Linked DNA regions of Mus musculus: all the other regions are linked to region 3. A link is a contact called in public promoter capture Hi-C data. All regions are on one chromosome and are shown on one strand. Each heading gives the region's core, a stretch centred on a gene start, on an enhancer-like site or on the middle of the called end of the contact. The rest is flanking DNA. Distances are from core to core; before and after follow the strand shown. Region 1 overlaps Pkd1l3 (polycystic kidney disease 1 like 3). Region 2 overlaps Pkd1l3 (polycystic kidney disease 1 like 3). Region 3 holds the start of Psmd7 (proteasome (prosome, macropain) 26S subunit, non-ATPase, 7). Region 4 holds the start of Atxn1l (ataxin 1-like). Region 5 holds the start of Zfp821 (zinc finger protein 821).

What was found. Promoter capture Hi-C pulls out the DNA fragments that hold promoters and counts their contacts. Capture Hi-C pulls out chosen DNA fragments and counts their contacts.
Region 1: a promoter capture Hi-C map of hippocampal neurons shows a contact between it and region 3, with 7 times the contacts expected there. The contact joins the enhancer-like site here to the promoter of Psmd7 in region 3. A contact is called at or near these places in 4 of 39 promoter capture datasets (the C10 cell line, hippocampal neurons, liver and 1 more), 2 of 115 datasets of contacts at active chromatin or transcription factors (acute myeloid leukemia and large pre-B cells) and 1 of 9 other capture datasets (adipose tissue).
Region 2: a promoter capture Hi-C map of hippocampal neurons shows a contact between it and region 3, with 20 times the contacts expected there. The contact joins the enhancer-like site here to the promoter of Psmd7 in region 3. A contact is called at or near these places in 18 of 39 promoter capture datasets (the 3T3-L1 cell line, 3T3-L1-derived adipocytes, the C10 cell line and 12 more), 2 of 484 Hi-C or Micro-C datasets (B cells and muscle stem cells) and 4 of 115 datasets of contacts at active chromatin or transcription factors (forebrain, large pre-B cells, pro-B cells and 1 more).
Region 4: a promoter capture Hi-C map of pre-B cells shows a contact between it and region 3, with 10 times the contacts expected there. The contact joins the promoter of Atxn1l here to the promoter of Psmd7 in region 3. A contact is called at or near these places in 6 of 39 promoter capture datasets (cranial neural crest, embryonic stem cells, frontonasal cranial neural crest and 3 more), 5 of 115 datasets of contacts at active chromatin or transcription factors (embryonic forebrain, embryonic hindbrain, embryonic stem cells and 2 more) and 1 of 9 other capture datasets (adipose tissue).
Region 5: a contact with region 3 is called in a promoter capture Hi-C map of adipose tissue, with 4 times the contacts expected there. The contact joins the promoter of Zfp821 here to the promoter of Psmd7 in region 3. A contact is called at or near these places in 6 of 39 promoter capture datasets (3T3-L1-derived adipocytes, the C10 cell line, hippocampal neurons and 2 more), 1 of 15 datasets of contacts at CTCF or cohesin (large pre-B cells), 1 of 484 Hi-C or Micro-C datasets (CD4 T cells), 4 of 115 datasets of contacts at active chromatin or transcription factors (embryonic hindbrain, embryonic limb bud, embryonic stem cells and 1 more) and 1 of 9 other capture datasets (adipose tissue).

Annotation. Positions count from the first base shown.
Region 1 is chr8:109,655,594-109,658,293 of GRCm38.p6, forward strand. It overlaps Pkd1l3 (polycystic kidney disease 1 like 3), which reads left to right. Exons shown (of 33, transcript NM_001286454.2): 23 at 1-25; 24 at 518-703. Among named protein-coding and RNA genes, the nearest start is that of Ist1, 36 kb to the right of the region's middle. Within about 2 kb of position 1,413, at least 11 of the 459 cell types and tissues checked have an H3K27ac peak or open chromatin away from gene starts, as enhancers often do. A contact at or near this core is called in hippocampal neurons, where this site is marked.
Region 2 is chr8:109,627,396-109,630,095 of GRCm38.p6, forward strand. It overlaps Pkd1l3 (polycystic kidney disease 1 like 3), which reads left to right. Exons shown (of 33, transcript NM_001286454.2): 7 at 1,241-1,417. Among named protein-coding and RNA genes, the nearest start is that of Pkd1l3, 15 kb to the left of the region's middle. Within about 2 kb of position 1,431, at least 11 of the 459 cell types and tissues checked have an H3K27ac peak or open chromatin away from gene starts, as enhancers often do. A contact at or near this core is called in hippocampal neurons, where this site is marked.
Region 3 is chr8:107,587,078-107,589,777 of GRCm38.p6, forward strand. Psmd7 (proteasome (prosome, macropain) 26S subunit, non-ATPase, 7) reads right to left here and starts at 1,405. Exons shown (of 7, transcript NM_010817.2): 1 at 1,202-1,405. The coding sequence starts at 1,275.
Region 4 is chr8:109,736,521-109,739,220 of GRCm38.p6, forward strand. Atxn1l (ataxin 1-like) reads right to left here and starts at 1,260. Exons shown (of 4, transcript NM_001080930.2): 1 at 1,111-1,260.
Region 5 is chr8:109,704,121-109,706,820 of GRCm38.p6, forward strand. Zfp821 (zinc finger protein 821) reads left to right here and starts at 1,426. Exons shown (of 9, transcript NM_001167946.2): 1 at 1,426-1,743; 2 at 2,237-2,299.

The sequences.
Region 1 (2,700 bases), core at 163-2,662, 2.1 Mb after region 3:
TCCAAGCTGACGGGTGGTACTCTGGGTATGACGGGGCGGAGGCAGCAGGCTCCGCTGCAGCACACTGGAGTGGGGAGGGTCGGGGAGAATAAGACAGAAAACCGGGGAGGGCAGAAAGGTGTCTTTTAAAATGAAATTTGGAATTCCAGCAATTCAGGTGGTGTGCATGTGTGTGTATGTGTGCGTATGTGTGTACACATTGGGTTGAAGTATTTGAAATTGCCCATTTTGACTTTTTTTTGGTTGGTTGGGTTTTTGGCTTTTTCAAGACAGTTTCACTATGTAGCCCAGGCTGTCCTGGAACTCACTCTATAGACCAGGCTAGCCTCAAACTCGGAGATCCGCCTGCCTCTGCCTCCCAAGTGCTGGGATTTAAAGTGTGCACCACTACATCCCAGCTCCATTTTGACTGGTTTTGACCTGAAGAGGTGAATAAGCATACGAGAAGTGAAAAGGGTTTATTTAGAGCTCTATGATAATTACTTGAAAATTATTTTTTTTTTCTGTTGCAAACCAGTGCAAATCCTCTTCCTGACCCTGCTGATGACTACCGTCTATTCTGCAAAGGACTCTAGTCGATTTTTCCTCCATCGAGCTATCTGGAAGAGGTTTTCTCACCGTTTCTCAGAAATCAAAACTGTAGAGGATTTCTACCCCTGGGCCAACGGCACCCTCCTTCCTAACCTATATGGGGATTACAGAGGTAAGGACAGTTCTGGGGCAGAAGGGAGGCAAGTTAGTCCTCCTGAAACCCCTCCTGCAACCCATGGAAAACTAAAGGTCAGCTGGCTTCTCCATATGACCACAGCTCTGTGGACAACGCAAAGTCCCCCTGGACTCCATCCAAAAAGGTTCAGGTAGGGACCCTTGGTGACCCATGGGGTCTGATTCCCCTGATCCAGGTCACAGGTATGACCACCACCCATTGGTGGTCACTTACAGCACAAAGAGTAGCTGCAGGGACCCTGGGACTCAGCCACACACCGCACACAGGATCGGGCTCCAATAACAACGGTCTTTAAGTGAGTGTGTATCCGACTTTTCTGTGTGCTGGCCCAGGTGCATCCCACAAACATACATAGAACATCTGCAGTCCTCGGGGCCTTTCCTAGGAGCTGACTTTTTTTTTTTTTTATGCTCATAATGGATTCTGTGTCCTCAAAGAACCTCAGTGAGAGAGGCTTTGCCCCGCTTTGCCCCGCAGCAGGTACTAGTGGTTAGCGCGCTCTCCCCTTGGGCACGCGCTCTCCCCTCAGGCGCATGCTCACTGTTTTCTCCAGTCCAGCTTTGACCTGATGTAACTGTGTCCTGAGAAGCTGAGCTCTGGGAGTCAGTACTTCCTTCTACCTCAGGGTTGGTGGCATCGTCTATGTTCCTGGAGAGAACCTGAGGCCTGTGTTCATCCTAGCAAGCACTTTTGGCTTCCCCAGAGTGCACTTGGTGTGTGAACACTCTTACAGAAGGAAACGCCTACTCATTGCATGGTGACATTTTTTTTTTAAGTACAATTTTGAATAACAGTTCTTGAGGCTCAGAGAACATTCTATTTGTAATACATAGCTCTGTGCTGAATAAAATACTGACAAAATGACTAGAACCCAGGATGGCAAAAGCCGAGGCCATAGTAGGGCTAGTCTCCTCTTGGGCTCCTTGGCTGTAGTAGAGTACCACAGTGTAGAGCAGACAGAGAGCCTGCTGGGACTCATGCCCACTTACCACCATGCAATCCTGAGTACACCGCTCAGCCTTCGCTGTCTGGTTTCCCCTGTTCAGGGGGGATGCATCCTTGGCCCTGCTCTGCACGACAGATCTGAGCGCTCAGAACGGAGACTGGCACAGGTACTGAGAAAGTTAGTGCTGCCTGTTAACAGTGGGGAAGTGGAGCTTTGCTATTGAATTGACAGCAGTTACCCAGATGGACAAACTGACAAATGCAACAGACCTCAGGACGATGATAAGAAAGAAGCACACCATGGATGGCGTTTATAATCCTGGCACTCGGGAGGTAGAGGCAGGATCCTGAATTTGAGGCCAGCCTGGGCTACTAGGCAAGATCTTGTTTTAAGAAAGAGATATAGTCGAGTAGGCATGGGGTCAAAAGCAGTTAAAATTGACACTAACAAGCGGGACATGGTGGTGCACACCTTCAATCCCAAAAAAAACGGAAGGCACGGGTAGGCGGATCTCTGAGTTCGAGGCCAGACTGGTCTGCAGGGTGAATTCCAGAATTCTAGGGCTAGTCCTAGTCTGGTCTATTCCAGACAGACAGGCAGGAAGACAGACAGGAAGGCAGGCAGGCAGACAGACAAACAGGCAGGCAGAGAAACCCTGCCTCAAAAAAACTGTGTGTGTGTGTGTTTGTGTGTGTGTACACATGTGTGTGTGTAGGTAACACGGTTTACCTACTCTTTAAAAATCATTGTTTTCAAAATTGCTACAGCCCAATCTCGTTGTGCAATGCTTCTGCTCAAGCCATTGGATTGGCCTTTGAGAAAACAGTCATAACTAAACCTGTGACGATGTTCAGGGACTAGATCAATGGGGAGCCCACGGAGCTGCAGCTGTATAAAACCCAGCTGACCGTTCCCGTTTCCCTGCACTGAAGTAGGGATGTCTGGAAAACAACCAAGTGACAGTAAATGACAAGCTACAAGCAGTGTCATGAATTTGGCTTCTGCCCTGGTTTACCTGGGAGTGTCC
Region 2 (2,700 bases), core at 181-2,680, 2.0 Mb after region 3:
AATAACACTCCACAATAAAGATAATAGTAGCTACAGTAGGTGTCTAGAAACTATCCAATCAAACTTGCCTTGCGTCTCCTTCTGGGTAGTTAGGCAACTGATCGGTTGGTTTGAGACAGGGTCTCACTAATCATCCCGAGCTGGCTTTGAACTTACTTTACCTCCTGTCTCTGCCTCCTGGGCTCTGGGGCCACAGGCATGCACACTGCCTCTGACTTCTTAGCCTTTCTTTATTCCCTTTGGTTTTGCATGAGAACAGCCTACAGAAAGGAGAACTGATGTTTTTTGTTGTTCTTAGAACTGAGACGGCACATGCTTTAATCCTAGCACTCGGGAGGCAGAGGCAGGAGGATCTCTATGAGTTCGAGGCCAGCCTGGTGCTCAGAGTAAGTTCCAGGACAGCCAGGGCTACATAGAGAAACCCTGTCTCGAAAACAAACAAACAAACAAAAACAAATTCTCCCTGGTTTTTGTATTCTGGGTGTCTTGAAGCTTTTAATGCCACACCCATGCTTTCAAAACGAGCTCACCTGCTCAGCATCTGGCCTGGCATGGCTCTTTTCCCAAGCATCCCTCTTTTAAGTTGTAGCACTCAACATTCAACACAACCCTCCCCCGTAGGTGGTACACAGTCATATATTTTCCCTTGCCTGCCCAATGGTGATGTCGCCTTTCATAAAATACATTCCAACTGTATAACAGATATTGAACTGTGGGGCTGGGGAAACAACTCAGTTGGTGAAGTGCCTGCTCACAAGCTTGAGACCCCGCCCCCAAGCACACATCTGCAGCATCCTTGTAAGAGCCAGGTGTGGCCTCACCTGGCCGGAAACCTACGGATGGAGAGGTGGAGGCAAGTGGAGCCTTAGAGTTTGCTGGACAGCTAGGGTGACCAGTTGGTGAGCTCCAGGTTCGGTGAGAGGCTCTGTCTCCCCCAAAAAAAAAACATGGCAGAGAGCAACAGATGAAGACATGTGACATCAGTCTGGCCTCTAGATGCACATACACCCACGTGAATATGTGCATGCACCACACACACACACACACACACACACACACACATATGGAAGGAAGGAAAGAAGGAAGGAAGAAAAGACTGATGGAGGGAGGGAGGGAAGGAAGGTATGGAGGAAAGGAGGGAGGGAGGGGTAGGAAGGAAATACTCAACTGCTTATAAGAAGATACAAATGAATCTGAAAGTAGCAAGCAGCTCCATGCGTCCCCTTTCTGACATCCCCAGGTCAGTGTGGCCAATTTACTCATTGACCTGAGTGAGCAGTTGCTGGTGCTCCCGTTTCAGAAGAACAACAGTTGGAGCTCTCAAACTCCAGCAGTCAGCTGCCCCTTCCAGCCTCTTGGACGTCTAACAACAACGGAAAAAAGCAGTCATCAGATGGCTCAGCAAGACATGGAACAGGTGGGTGTGCAGTGTGCAGGTGGCTGGCTCTGCCAGGAACTCTCTCTTTAACATTCAGTCGTACAGCCTCTTCACAGGCTTCAAAAGAGAATTCTACTGGAGAAACTGCTGAGCCTCTGGTCTCCTTCTCCAGCCCACCAGTGGGCAGAGACTGCTGAATGCTCGCTTCACCTCATAATCAGCTGAAACTGATTTAGCGAAGCATGCCATAAACCCTCAGTGAGAGACAACACCCTTAGCTCTTAGGAAAATGCAAAGACGCTGGATATAGTGCACACCAGTACTCGGAAGGCTGAGACAGAAGGAGAGCAACTTCAAGGCCAGCCTGGGCTGCATAGCAAGGCATTGTTGACAGGAAAAACATGGGAAGGAAGGAAGGAAGGAAGGAAGGAAGGAAGGAAGGAAGGAAGGAAGGAAGGAAGGAAAAAAGAGGGTGATAACACAACCAAAAAGATGGGCAAGCCAGGTATGGCCACATGTGTCTGATGACAACACAGAGGCAGAGAGAGAGGCACAGAGGCACAGAGGCAGAGGCAGAGGCAGAGAGGTGCAGAGGCAGGGGCAGGGGCAGGTGGGCATGAGGGATTCAAGGTTATCCTTGGCAGAATACTGAGTTTGAGGCCAGCCTGAGCTATGTGAGACTTTTTTTTTTGTAGTTAATGAGAGGGAGAGAGAGAGAGAGAGAGAGAGAAAGAGAGAGTGAGAGAGTGAGAACCAATACTAGTATTAGTAAGGAGGCTGAGAAATTGTAACCATTGTAAATTGTGTTGCGAAATAATGTAGCAGTCCCACAAATGTTAGCAATAGACTGGCGGTGTCTCCTAGCAACTCTGCTCTTTGGTATTAGATACAGGAGAGGACTGAAAAAGCAAGTCCACACAAAGACACGTTCAGACACAGATCTCTCAGATAGAAAAGGAGCCCAAAGTGGGAAACAGCATGATCTGGAGGGTGGATAAATAAAACGCAGCATGCTCACACAGAGGCAATTTCGCCACACAAAGGAAATAAGTACCGACACATGCTACAGCATGGGCGTCCCTCAGAAACGTCATGTCACATGAAAGGCCATCTACTGTAGTTCACCTTGTGAAATGTCCAGAAGCATCAGATCTCTGGAAGCCAGACTAAACCAGTTTATTTCATGGGATGGAATTTAAAAGCTAGATTGTGGTATTGGTTTCCCATGTAGATGTAAAAAATATATAGCCCGAGAAGGTGGGTTCTACCATGTTTGGAAAGTTCATCTCAAAAGAGCTGTTCTCAGATCCTCATCCTGGTGC
Region 3 (2,700 bases), core at 155-2,654:
TTTTTTTTTTTTCCGAGACAGGGTTTCTCTGTGTAGTCTTGGCTGTCCTGGAACTCACTTTGTAGACCAGGCTGGCCTCGAACTCAGAAATCCGCCTGCCTCTGCCTCCGGGGTGCTGGGATTAAAGGCATGCGCCATCACGCCCAGCAAGAATTGTTTTCTTTAGCCACTAACAAACTGCATATTTGGAAACAACTTAATTCTATGCTAAGGAAACACACAAGCCACAGTGAAAGTAACATTACACCTCTCTAACCCACTAAAACTACTTCAAACAACGAGTTTCCACATGCCAAAGGAAACTTCATCCACGAGTCTTTAAAGCCCCTCCATCTGTTCCTTGATACAACTACCAACAGTGTCTGCACCCCCCCCCCCCATTCTTACCAATTGTTAAAATAAAGCTTAAACAGTGTTCACCCCATCAGGGCCCCTAGTATCCCAGGCATTCCGAACAATACAACTGAATTCAGACTCAAAAGGCTCCGTCTTGAGGTTTTTTTTTTTTTTTTTTTTTTTTGGCTCTGGTTGAGTTAGCTGCACAAAGCCTGCTTCAGACCAGGCACTAGCGCCGACTTGACTGCAAGTAGACTCCCTACTGGACCTTCATATTTGTTAACTCCTCACACTAATTATCTTGTAAAACTTCCGAACACGTGCAACAGGTCTGGCCGGATGAACGGCTGGAGCAGGCAAGGGTGGCAGTGAGCTACCCAAGGGAACTGTAGGCTGGCCCCAATCTGCACCTGCCTCGTTTTTAGAGGAACAAGCCGACACCTTATTCATTCCCATTTTAAAGGTACCATTCGACCAGAATCCCAAATCGAAACTTGGCTATGATCCCTGCCTCATCCAGAAAATCGTTCATCGGGGACTCCGAGACCGGGGTTTCAGTGACAGCTTTTACAGGCACGGGCACACGAGACTGAAGCTCGGTCTTAAACGGCGCCCAGCCGTTCTGGGAAAAGGCGCGGCCTCGGCGGGTAGCATCGTTCCGGCTCCGGGGCCTCGCCAGGCGGGCCAGACTCAGGAGTGGCGGCCTCGGTGGGGGTGCGAGGCTGTCAATGGGTACCGAGCACCGCGGTGTGGAGCCGCTGGGGTCGCTTGTCCCAACCCGTGTCCCCGGCCGCCGCGTTTGTGCCCGGCGCGCCCGTGACTCAGCAGCCCTGCGCCGTGTGGCCGCCACGCGCCACCCGCTCACCGGTTGAAATGATCCACCACACTGAGCAGCACCAGGGGGTGAACCACCACCTTCTGCACCGCCAGCTCCGGCATCGCGACACAGCCCGACCACCGGCCCGGCTCCCTGCAACCCGCAAACACCAGCAACCGCAGCGACACAGGCCGCTCCTCCAGGCCCCAGCACCTCCCCTTCCGGTTTGACCGCCGCTGCACAGTCGACTTCCGCTCCCAGAGCGCTTTGCGCTCGTGCCCGCCCTGTCGCCAGGGGCGCCATCTTGAGAAAGGGAAAGAACCGCCTTGCCTTCTGTGGGACTTAGGCTATTGACGAAGCTTGGCATTGAGCCTTTCCCTAGGTTTTTGTTTTTGTTTTTGTTTTCGTTTTTGTTTTTCCTCAGTTGTTTGCCAGCTCACCATTTCTCCTCCTTGGAAGGTTGTAGAAAAAGGCAGATAAACATAAGTAGTAACAGCGTGTACTTCTACTAATCAAATAATTAACGACATATATTTAACTTTCTTTTTTTTTTTTCAAAGATTTACTTATCTATTATATGTAAGTACACTGTAGCTGTCTTCAGACACACCAGAAGAGGGAGTCAGATCTCGCTACGGATGGTTGTGAGCCACCATGTGGTTGCTGGGATCCGAACTCTGGACCTTCGGAAGAGCAGTCAGGTGCTCCTACCCACTGAGCCATCTCACCAGCCCTTAACTTTCACTTAACACTTTAAGTCAGCACTGTTTCAAAATTTCCCAGAGGAGTTTCATTTGTTTGTTTGTTTGTTTTTGGGTTTTGGTTTTTGTTTTGTTTTGCTTCTTTTTTTTTTTTTTTTTTTTTTTTTGAGACGGTGTTTCTTTATGTAACAGCCCTGGCTGTCCTGGAACTCACGTTGTAGACCTGACTGGCCTCTACCTGCCTCTGTTCCCTGAGTGCTGGAGTTAAAGTCATATGCCATCACACCTGGTTTTTATTTATTTATTTTTAATGTTTTATTTCATTGCTTTTGAAGTTGGGCCTTCTATGACATTGACTAGCATGGAAATTGTTGTATAGTCCAGGGTGGTCCCCTGTCTCTACCTCCTCCTAAGTACAAGGGTGACAGCATATGCGACCACACGTGGTTTAGAGATGCTCTCGGTCTCTAACACCAAGGGCACACTTTGGGTGTATGACTGGATACTTTATCTATAGTTTTTATTTCTGGGAATTTTCCTTAATGCTCACTGTGACATAATGAGTGCAACAACATTCAGGTTTTGTTAATCCCAAAGATTTGGGGAGAAAGGCCACCAACCCAAAACACCATGGCTAAATTAATTAAAATTAATTAATTAAAGCAAGCATTTTTATTTATTCAATTTAATTTAGTTTTTATAGGGGTCCCCAATTTCAATTCAATGCTTGGGTGTAAGTATCTGTCTGTCTAAGTCAACTGCTGGTAGGGCCTCTTAGAGGACAGCCATGCCAGTCTCCCGTCTGTAAGCATATCATAGCTTTAAAACAAGCATTTTTTTATTTGT
Region 4 (2,700 bases), core at 10-2,509, 2.1 Mb after region 3:
AACAACCAAAACCAAAACCGGGGCCAACGAAGTCCTAACAACTGGATTAGCAGTATTGACTAGTACCGAGGAACCTGTTCTGTCAAAGTCAGAATATTGCAAGCTCGATCCAACTGAAGGCAACGTTTACTTAAGATAGGCATGGTTCAAGGGTACACGAAAGATGGAAATGTGGAAAAACAGATTCCTAATGCCACAAATAAATCACCAAGTGGGTACAAGTCACGCACTCATTCTTCATCAAACGTTTAATTGAAAGCACTCAGCTTTCTTTCATTTTCTTAATCCCCCAAAATGATGCTTGCCCTCTGTAGCTAAAAAAAAAAAAAAAGCTAAGGAAAATCCGTCTATGGGTCACCGAGGAGTTAGCAAACACAAAATAATGAAAGGACGGAAAGAGGCAAAAAGAAAGCTCAGCCTGCCCACCAGGTTCCCACAAGGCAAAACACTTCAAAATCTGAAACCGGGTGTGGGTGTAGGGTGCAGCTTTGGAGAATTTCTCATGGGAAATGACACAACTTGTGGCCCTGAGCTAAGGGGCAACGGAACTATTCCAGAGACCTGCCAACCTAGCCGAGAAGGCAGCTCCTCTTCATGCAGGGAATGGAATCAAGAGACTGCACACCGAGGGGGACCCAAATTCACTGAGGGAGAGGTGCGCCCCACAAAAAGGGAGCAGCAAAAAGGGAGAGACACCAGGGATGATGGCTTTTGATGATCCTTGTTCCGACAGGGGTACAGGCCTGAACTGGGGGAGTCTACGTTTAGGGTTAGTCGGGGTAGGGGGTCGGACGTGGAGGTGAGGCCAGGCCCCGCTGGCGACGCTTCCTTGTTTGGGGCCCCTTCCCGCCCTGAGAACTCGGACATCCTGACCCGCGGGGACAACCCCGTCGGGGCATCAGGGCCTGAGGCCGCCTTCTGGGCCAGGCGGGAAAGCAGCATCTAGAGGGGCTAGGCACGGCCTCTTTCGCTCGCTCTGCCCGCTGTTTAGGGGGCCCGCGGCCGGGGTGAGGCAACGGGCTTCTAGGGGGGCCCTTCCACTAGAGCTCCGAACCCAGGCCTGCTTGGCCTCAGGCCATCCCAGCGGCCACCGCTCCAGGCGACACTCACCGGCCCATCTCACGGAGCTCCCAGGACTCCTCCCGCTCGTCCCGGAGCCGCCGCCACCGCGGCCGCCGCCATCCCCGGCCCCGGAGCCGCCCCACACCCAGCGGGCACCCCCCCAAGCCGGGCGCCCGGAGATGGCGTTGAGCGCATCCCGCCCCCCCCCCGACGCGGAGAGATGACGTCACCCTGGCCTGGGAGCGCCGCCTACTTACACAGGAGGAAACTGGCCGCCTGCCCATCGTACCCAGCGCCCCCCTTTGGTGGGAAAATGAACGCCTGTCCCACTGAATGGGTCCAGGGAGTAGGTGATGTTTCCTTAAAAAGCTCCCAGACCTGGATTCCCTGGAGAAGTTTTCACAAGCTGTCACTAGAAGTCCAGATAGTGGAGATCCCTGGGGCCTTGTTTATGATGCCCCAGAATTTACTGGAGTAGAAAGATGGAAGGGTCATTGTAGGGTCAGGGTGAGAGAGAGCTGGGCCCAGACCTTTTCAAGGGTCAAGAGCCTTGTAAAGTTAGAAATAGCCTGAGGCAGCCAAAAAAAAAAAAAAAAAAAAAAAAAAGTGTGCCTGTGCAGGACCTAGAAAAAGATGAAAAAGTACTGAAGACCTGGGAGTGGGTGAGCAATAAGGACGGGATTCTTACTACAGTGGAAAGCAGGTTGGCTTAGTGAATACAGGGCTTGGCTACTGGTTTGGAATATTGTCACCCATATAATGCCAGTTCATACTAAATACTTGAATGAAAGTTTGATTGGCTTAAGCAGACACAAAAATGAATGGCTGATTTAGGTTGCTGATTGGAGGGGGAGGATTTTTTTTTTCTTATTTGTTCATTTGTTTTTGAGACAGGGTCACAAGTAGCTCAGAGTGGTTTTGAACTCACTGTGTAGTTTAGGGTGAACTTGAACTCTTAACCGTCCTGCCTCTATCTCTCAAGTTGATGGTATCACTGGTGCATTCGTTTCTTTTCTGTTGCTGGGATAAGACACAATCAAGGCAACTGCCAGAAGGATTTGAGTTTGTGGTTCCATTTGAGAGGGTTAGGAGTCCATTGTGGTGGGAAAGCTTGGCAGGGAGCAGCAGCCATAGAGGCTGGAGCAGAGAGGAGGGGGTCACATCTAGAACTTAGAAGCACAAAGCAGAGAGACTGAACCTGGAATTGCCTGTGGCTCTGAGCCTCAAAGCCAGGTCCCTAGTGACATAGGGACTCTAACAAGGCCATACATACCTTAATAGTGCCACTAACTGGCCACCAAGAGTTAAACATCTAAGCCTATATCGAAGTTTCTCATTCAAACCACCACAGCAGGCAAGCCCCACATTTGGCCAATAGTTGGTCTTGTGTTCAGATTACATTTATACAGAAAAAGTGATTATGCGTGTTTTATATAAAAGAGAGAGAGAGAGAGAGAGAGAGAAAACAGAAGTGTTGGGAGCCGCGCCCACATTCGCCGTTACAAGATGGCGCTGACAGCTGTGTTCTAAGTGGTAAACAAATAATCTGCGCATGTGCCAAGGGTATCTTATGACTACTTGTGCTCTGCCTTCCCCGTGACGTCAACTCGGCCGATGGGCTGCAGCCAATCAGGGAGT
Region 5 (2,700 bases), core at 176-2,675, 2.1 Mb after region 3:
ACATCCTTTGCCCATTTGGAGATATCTATCCACATACTTCTTCCCCAGACGTCTTTCTCACCAATTTTCCAATTGTGATCTTTCCAAGTCCCTGACCATCCAGCCAATCCATTGGCTACAGCCCATGAGTCAGTAAATAATTGTACATCTGGCCATTTCTTCTTGCAAACAAACTGTAATACCATGTGTACTGCCCGGAGTTCTGCCCACTGTGAAGATTTCCCTTCACCTGTGTCTTTCAAGGTTGTCCCAGAAAGGGGTTGTAATGCTGCAGCTGTCCACTTCTGGGTGGTGCCTGCATAACGTGCAGAGCCATCAGTAAACCAGGCTCTAGTCTTCTCCTCTTCGGTCAGTTGAAACAACAAAACAAAAAACAACAACAAAAAGCAAACAAGCAAGAACAATTTACCTACAGCATTGTCAAGGACCACCATTCTTCAATTCCACCGTTCTAGCACATTCTGCAAGACACAGGCAATGGCATCTCGTTGGAGATTTCAGGAAGGAAGAATTTGTAAGAATGCTTTATGCAAACACTTCGACTAGTCATTTTATCAGCAAGAGTCAGCACTCTTGTTTGTTCTGCCTCGTGAAGCCGCAAATCATAAGAGAACTTGCACAGGGCTTTCAGAGATTGTTTTACATGACTAGCACAACTCTTGAGAGAAGAGGGCCAGAACAGGGAAGTGACTTGCCCAAAAGCGAACAGACTGGTCGGTGGCAAAGCTGGGGCTGAAAGTTGGGCCTTCTAAAACAGGGCTCCTCTTTTTACTTCTCTACGGAGAGACTTCAGGGGTAGGTATGGGTTTTCCGCCCAAATAAGGGGAAAGAAGGGAGAGCAACGGAGAAATAATGACGCGGACAGTAACAGGAGTCGCGTTAGAACGGAGTTGAACCACGTTCAGCCTTTCCAAACACCCTTAGATAGCAACAAGGACCACAAGCTACCTAGGTCCTGTGTCTGTGACCACCTGATAGCTTAGTCCCTCCCACAGAAGCTGTGGGCCCTCTTTCTTTACTTTAAATGCCTCGAGAGTTGAAGAAGCCTTGGGACAAGTGGGAGTGAAGAGGGTTTGTGACTACGGGATGGTTGGCCCAGGTTCGGCTACGGAGGGGGAAGCCTGCGGCGGAGCTGTGGTTGGGGGATGTGGGTTCTGTGGCTGAACTCGACTTTGGGAGAGGAAACCAGCCGGGGAGATGACAGCTGAGTGGAGTTCACCCGCTCTAAAGGTGCGCGGAAACGTCAGGACACCTCCGAAAGCTCTTTAGATGCTCAGCTCCGCGTCGCCAGGACCAGATCGCGGGCGGGGCCCCTCTGGAACGCCCGCGATTGGATGCTCCCTAAGCCCCGCCTTCCCGGACCCTTTTCCCCCGAGGCCCCGCCCACAGCGCCAGGCGCGCGCCTCGGGAGCCGGGAGGGGTCGGGGCGGCGGCGGGAGGAGAGGTGAGGCTCCGGCACGCGCCCCACTCGCTGCGAGAGCGCGAACCGCGCGCTCCCGTCGTCCGCGTCGCCATCTTTTTTTTTTCCCCCCTCCGTCCGTCTGTCTGCCGTTGGCTTTGTCTGTCCGCCGCGCCGCCCCTCGCCTCCCCGCCGCCAGCCCGGCCCGCAGCCACCCTCTGCCCACCGGGGCCGGGTCCCAGAGAGCCCGGGCCCGGCCGGCTGGAGCTGCGGCCGGGGCCCATTGTCCCGCGGTCTGTCCGTCCGGAGGCGGAGCCCAGGGACGCGGAGCGCCGAGGCTGCGGGTAAAGCGCCCCCGCGCCGGGAGTCGGCAACCCGCGTAGCTCCCGACTGCCCGCGCCGCCGCCCGCCTTTTGTTTGCTCGCTCCTGGGGAGGGGCGGGCTGGGTGCTGCGGCGGCGGCCGGGTGCGGGCCTCGCGGGCCGGCGTCTGACAGGCTGGGGTGGAGCTGGGGGAGGGGAGGATGGGCGTGGGAGAGCGGACGGGGCGGGGGGCCCCTGCCGTCCTGGAGCGGGCGGGCGGGCGGGCGGGCTGGCCCAGGAGCTACTAAATTTAGATTTCGGAGGAGGCTAAGTGGTCGTCTGTGGGTTGGTCAGAAACGCGTAGGGAGACCTCTGGCTCCAGTCTAATTACCTGGGATTTACCTCTGCCCCTGTTGGGAAAAGCCAGAGAGACACCCTCTCAACTGATGGCACACCCCAGCTCCAGCGCCGACCCGAGAGGACCCGGGCACAGTGAAATGGCTGTATGATTGTCTTTCTCTTCTCCCTTTTGGCAGCTTCACATCACTCGGATTCGGGCGACTTTACTTTGCTTCGTGGGAACCTCATCAGAGCTGGAGGTGGGAGTGCACCCTCTTTTCTTTAAGGCTGGAAAAGGGCGCGCGCACACACACACGCACATCTGTAGTGTGTGTGCCCTGGAAGCTGCATCCTAACACCTGTGAGAGCAGAGGCAGGATGAGGGGGTGGGGGCCAGTGCATCCTTCCCAAGGACTCTTGACTGTGGCTCTATAGATGACAAAAACAAAAACCCCTACTCCCTTTAAAAGTCGCATCCCTTGTAGGTCGATCCTCAGTTTCCCGTTCTTCCCAGGTTCCTCCCTGAGCAGAAGATACTCAGGCGGCTCGCTATCCAATTACATTCCGAGCTTAAGTTTCACAATTGGGCAGCGCTGAAAGCAAAAGGGACCAAGTGACCTTTTGTACTTATGGGGTCTTGTTTTAAGAGGGTTACAACCTA